Linked DNA regions of Mus musculus: region 2 is linked to region 1. The links are chromatin contacts, called in public promoter capture Hi-C maps. All regions are on one chromosome and are shown on one strand. The core of a region is the stretch at or near the end of the contact, and the rest is flanking DNA. Distances in the headings are between cores, read along the strand shown. Region 1 holds the start of Sar1a (secretion associated Ras related GTPase 1A). Region 2 holds the start of Unc5b (unc-5 netrin receptor B).

Region 1 (3,017 bases), core at 288-2,787:
CATTTGCAGAGACTGCCCTCCCCACCCCACTTTCTGTGGTTCTGGAACTTGAACTCAGGTTGTCAGTCTTGATCTTTGAGCAGTGTGACTGCTAATCTTGGTTGTCAAGTTGATCACATCTGGAATTAACTAAGATGAAAGCAGCTGGTCACACCTGTGAGGGATTTTTCTTGATCGGATCATATGAAGTGGGAAGACCCACCCTAAATCTGGGCCACACTCTCGAGTGGCAGCCCACATAAAAGGACATGGAAGGAGGAGGCGTTTGCTTTTTTGCCTGCTTGCCCTCACTCTCCCTGGCAAGTTCATCTGTTCTGTTGTTGAGGCATCCCTCCATTGATATTAGGACCTACTTCTTTGGGATTCCAACTTCGACTGAAGACTACTGGCTATGTAGTAGTTCCCTAGATTCTCAGCATCAGATTGGGACTGCTGAGCCTATCAGTCTGGTATGGTCTGAACCATTACCCAACTCTTGGCCTTCCCATTGGGAAACAACCAATTGTTGGACTACTCAGACCACAGCCTGTAAGCCACTCTAATAAATCCTCTTAACGATATATTGGGGTTAGAGAGATGGCTGAGCAGTGAAGAGCACTGGATGGTCTTCCAGAGGACTTGGGTTCAATTCCCAGCAGAGATATGCTCACTAGAATCTCACCATGGTCTATAACTCCCGTTCCAGGAGATCTGACACCCTTTTGGTCTCTGCAGGCAACAAACATGTACATAGTACAGACATTCATGCAAACAAAACACTTGTAAATATTTTTTAAGTTGCACATGTATAATTATTCTATCTCTGTTCCTTATTTATTCGTTTGTTTAAGACAGGGTATCGCCGTGTAACTCTGGCTGGCCTGGAACTCAGAGATCCATAGACATTAGCTTCCCAAGGGCTGGCATTAAAGGCGTGCATCACAATGCGGGGCCAGTTGTGGTTCCTCTGAGAGCCCTGGCTAAAACAGTAGGCAAACCTACCTTGACCTGATGGATGAGCTATTTTGCAAGCCCCAGTTAACTGATTTGTTCAGTGGAGCTATTAATACGTACTGAGGGTTAAACCAGATGAAGGATCCCAAGCAGTCAGGGTACTGCCCAAAACTGCTCATTAAACTCTTGTTGCTTTTATTTAGAAAGCTGAAAAATAGAAACGCTATCCCAAGGCGGGGAAAACAACTTAAAACGATGACTAGGTGACATCCACCTAGGTTGAGGTCTCCAAAGTCAATTCTACTGTCCTAGACTCTACTGATATCTGGCAGCCTCCGCTTCTGATGTCCGGCGCGCGTCTGAAAACATACTGGGATCGGAAGCCCCAGGCTGCTTAAGTAGCTGCTTAAGTTGGGGACAGAAGCCCAGGCCGCCTGACAGACGCTGCCACGTCTTACCCCGCTTGAGAGCCTCCACAGAGCGGGCGGAGCCTCACCCCGAGCGTACGTCACTCCTTAGGCCCGCCTCTCCGCGGCCAGAGTGGCTGTTAGGGCGGTACCCACAGCCCGGACGGCGTGACGCGTCGAGGGGGCGGGGCACGTGCGTGCCCGGAAGTCTCAGGGAGGGGCGTGACGTACATCCGGCGCGTAGCTGGCGGACCCGGGGACTGCTGGTCTGTGTGCTCTGAGGGAGGGTCGCGCCGCCAGCCACCGCCGGAGGAGCCCCTCGGGCCGTGAGTCGGGGCCCCAGCGGAGGAGGTGGCGGTGGGGCAGCGGGCCCGGGACGGGCCACAGCGAAGGCCGGGGCGCGGGGCCGCCGCGGAGGGGCTGGGTGGGGGTGCAGTGACACGCAGGCGGTTCCGCGGGCCGGCTCTGGGCGGGGACGGGCTGCGGGGTGGCGTGGCGGCGGTCGGGGTTTTTTTTGGGGGAGGAGACGGCTTCGTGGCCTCCATAGCGGAGGAGTCTGGTTCCTCGGTGAGGATAGCTGGAGCCCTGGCACTCATCCTTGCGTTCTGCAGATCGTGGCCCTCGAGTAGCGAGTGGGCGCTCGAGCCCCACGTTCAGCCTCTGGGTATCCGATGCCCTGTCTGGAACCCATGGTCTCTCCCTCCACCAACACCCCACTCCCATCCACCCTTTTTATTTTTCCTGTGCATGGAAAAATTCCCTCTTGGGCGATTATCGTAGATGAATGTTTTCTTCGTCATTTTTACCCAGGTGAGAATGGTACCGACCAATGGTACCATTGGTAGTCGTACCCTTTCTCAGTATCCTCCCTCACTGGGTGTTTCTTCAGTACCTGGGCACTGTCCGCTCAGGTTGAGAAGGGAGGGTTAGGGGGGAATTGTCAGGAAGCTGATCTTTGACATTCACCTTGCAGCTACGTAGACTTTCTTAGTTAATAGCCAGCTGCCTTCTATCCCAGATTCACCCGGAGTGAATATGTTTGAGAGTACGTTTTTTATTGCTTGATGGTCTTTCTGGCACTTGTTTGTTCCCATCTTGATATTTGCACGGTTTTTACTTAAGGTTCATGAATTGTGTTGTTGGTTTTAATATTCTTAACATTCCATAGATGATAGAGTAGACGAAGAATAGAAAATAGTGTGTTCTTAAGATTATCGTCTGTGTAGGTGGTAGGTTAAGGAAGAAAGTTACCTTTTACCCTTTTGGAAGTCTTATGATTGGAATTTAATATTAGCAGGAAAAGGGCTTTGGTTTTAGGTGAGAGGCTTTTCTTCTTAAATACCTTATTTTTATTTGATGTGAATTGTTGTTTTACCTCCATGTGTGCCTGTGTGAGATCCCCTAGAGATGAAGTTACAGTTCTGAGCCGCATGTGGGTGCTGGGGCTTGAACCCAGGGCCTCTGGGAGAGCAGTTGGTACTCTGAACCTCTGATCCGTCTCTCCTGGCTTTTGGAACTGATGCTTTTGACCGCACAGTCTTGAACAGGACAGGGAGCCTAAAGAGTGTCCTCGTCTTCATCTTGGCTTGCTAGAGTTGGTGGGAGGATGAGATGAAGGTATTTGTGCTGGTGCTGTATAAATTCTAAGGTTGCTGGTGGATGAATTGGTTCAGATCC
Region 2 (3,017 bases), core at 195-2,694, 850 kb before region 1:
TGCTCAGGGAGGTCTTTGTCTAGGGTGGCCCTCCAGCCCCCGCACCAGCTTCGGGAGTCGATTCACCCTAACGGCAGTTCACCTGCTTGGGTACCAGAGAGGTTGGTGCGAGTGTCTACTTTTCCTTCCAAGGAAGACGCAGCCCACTTTGCAACGCCCAGCCGAGCTACTACAGAGCCAGCAAGACACTTCCATCTTCGCGATGAGAGGAGAATCGGGGACTTTATAAACTTAGGAGTCCACCAAACCCTCTTAAGAGCATCTTTACTGGGTCCAGGTGCAGTGCAGAGGCGAGCTCACCTGGACACTGAGAATACCAATAACCTATTGAAAATAGGCAAAGTCGAAAGGAGATACATTACGCCCCTCCACTCTCTGCCAACACTCACCCCCAAACAATCCACCAACCACGAAACCTTTTCATACCCGCCCGCGCCGCACCTCCGGAGATCACGGTGTACAGGAGTCGGCCCCTCCCCCTTCAGTAGCTTAAAGCCTTCGGGCCTCGGCTCCCCAAAGGCCGAGAAGAAGCGCTTCCAGGGTTCCGCAGTATCCTGCTCTCTGTCCGCGACCCTCAGAATGCTGCGCGTGCAGCCCGCGGGAGCCTGTACTCAGACCTAAGTTGCAGGCGAACCGCAGAGAACACACACCTGGCCCTGGCAGTGACAGTTTTTCCGTGATAGTCAGGGGTCACTTGGAAGTGAATCAGACCCCATTCCACGGGAAGCAACTATCCCTTGGAGGCAGGAGCAGGGAGCTTCGAGCTTACGTGGCACCCCAGGTGGCCACGCGTCGCCCCCTCTCCCGAGCACCGAAGCTGCCTTTTAACTTGGACGCGTCCACGGCGTTCTCGGAGCGCAGTGACTCCGCCAAGAACCACCCGAACTTGCAGTTGGACGCTGAGACGCGCCAGGACCGCATCCCTGTGTTCCACTCCCTCTCGCACCTACCTGCTAGGCTCGGTGTCGGATCCCAGCAAAGCAGCAGCGCCAGCAGCAGCGCGCTCCGCACCCCGCTCCGGGCCCTCATGCTCCTGTCCCCCGGCCCGGGCGCCTCTCCCTCGGGGTTCTTTCCCGGTCCCCAGCCTCGCCGCCTTCGCCTTCGCCGCCGCCTCGCCGTTCTCGCAGGCGCCCGGCAGCGCCAGCCCGTGCCCTCCGTAGGCGCAGAGGCAACCGCGCAGCGCCGGGAGGCCGCCCGGCGACTAGGAGCGCTCCGGGAGTCGGACGCCGCTGGGGATCCCGGCTCTGGTGCGCCCTTTCCGCGCTCTCCCGCTGCGAGCGCCGTCCGCGCCCTGCTCCGAAGTTGTGCGATCCCAGTGGAGTGCGCTCAGCGGCGCTCGTAGCGGCCGCGCCGCGAAGTCTGTCCGAGTGGGGTGTGTGCTTCCCTCTGCGCCCTGCCGCTCCCCGCGGCTCCGCGCCCTCGCCCGCCCTGCCGCCGGCCACAATGCCCAGCGCCGCCGCGCGCTCGCCCTAGAGTCAGCGGGCCGGGGCGGGGCCTCACGCGATAGAAGGCGGGGCCTGGAGGACGGGGGCGGAGCCACGGGGCCCAGCGAGGGGGGGTACCCTACCGCTGTGTAGGCGCGGCCGAGTTGGGGCCTTATCAGAGGGGATCCTTGAAGAACGCAGGATCCAAAGCACCGGAAAACCGGTCCGCTGAAAGCGGCGGAGTCTACCGGATTTTCTTTCCAAAAATAAAGGAAATAAACATTCGTACACTTCTTAGCTTGGGTGTGAATCAGCTTTCGCTTTTGATTCGGTCTCAAAAGGGGATGGGGGTGTTTAAGAAAAAATGTCAAACACTCAAGTCCTGGTGGAGCGGGGGATGTAGTTGGGGAGTTCCAGCTGTGGATATTTGGGCATGAGTTAGGATCGTGATTGGTTCTGTTTTTCTCCTCGACCCAGGACAGAACTCTTTACGTGGGATCCGGAAGGATGGCTCATCCTAGGATATGGTGAACCAGTCCAATTGAATAAAAGGACGTGTGTGGGGAGGGAACCTGCTGCTGTGTTTTGCTCCGAGCACAAACTTGGTTCTGGTTCTGCTCCTTAAGCGCGTGACCTTGAAGGAGCTGCTTAGCTGTCTCCATCACTGTCACCTGTGAAATGGGGAAGAATGATGTTAGCTGTCTCATAAGGGGTTGAGGAGCAGAATGTGGGAAATAGGTAGAAAGTGGGGGCACAAATGGTGGCATCCCTTCCCAAGGTTCTTGAAGGAAGTCCTTGTCACCCAGAGGTGGGCCCATAAGCTTACGTGACCAGAGGAGACTTGGGAGATGTCTGTGCATCCGCTCACAGGAAGCTCACAGCACTTCCATGTGGGAGCCCACTAACGGGCTAATTCCATAATGCTATAAAGAAGCAGCCCCTACCCCTTATCTGCTGACCTCCTAAGCTTTTCCTCTTTGCAGATCTGGATCAGCCCTCTTCTTCAGGAAGAGAGCAGCCTAGCCAGGTTCTGAAGTCGGGTAGGAGGGTAGAAGGGTGGGAGGGTGGGAGGTATCCAAAAGAACCTAGTATTCCCAAGTTTTTCCTAGATTGGAGAAGAAAGGTTTGGGAGCCATAGTTGCTGACTAAGAGGTTGGTGGTGTGAGGGCAGAGAAGCAAGAAGATCCATGCTAGCTGTGTTTGGGGGAGAGGGAGGCAATGAAAGCGGGATTTCTCGACACCCCCTCTATCCCAACTCCACAAAATGAAGACTGGAGATCTATAGAAGGCTGTGGCTATAGGTGACGCCCCACATCATGGCTGGCCACCCAGGCCCAGTAGGGTGAATCCGGGTGGAGTGAACGCCCAAGGCAGGACTTTGGTTTCTGTGGGCAAAGGTAAACGGGCTATTTTTATCCTGGCCTGGAACAGCATGAGCAACAGCAGTGGCTGAGCACACCCAGCCTGTTCCACCCATTCCAGACCGCAAGCACGCAGCGATACACGCCCCTCGGACAGTTACACATACCTGCAAAGGAACACACAAGTAAATACACAACAGAGACGCACAGGTGCAAGATGACCTTTCCTGAA

Evidence for each region. Promoter capture Hi-C pulls out the DNA fragments that hold promoters and counts their contacts.
Region 2: a promoter capture Hi-C map of liver shows a contact between it and region 1, with 2.4 times the contacts expected there. The contact joins the promoter of Unc5b here to the promoter of Sar1a in region 1. A contact is called at or near these places in 3 of 39 promoter capture datasets (liver and pre-B cells) and 1 of 115 datasets of contacts at active chromatin or transcription factors (embryonic stem cells).

The regions. Positions count from the first base shown.
Region 1 is chr10:61,678,748-61,681,764 of GRCm38.p6, forward strand. It overlaps Sar1a (secretion associated Ras related GTPase 1A), which reads left to right and starts at 1,538. Exons shown (of 7, transcript NM_009120.3): 1 at 1,538-1,666. 1700022H01Rik (RIKEN cDNA 1700022H01 gene) reads right to left here and starts at 1,543. Exons shown (of 2, transcript NR_126477.1): 1 at 1,392-1,543.
Region 2 is chr10:60,830,137-60,833,153 of GRCm38.p6, forward strand. Unc5b (unc-5 netrin receptor B) reads right to left here and starts at 1,445. Exons shown (of 17, transcript NM_029770.3): 1 at 951-1,445. The coding sequence starts at 1,029.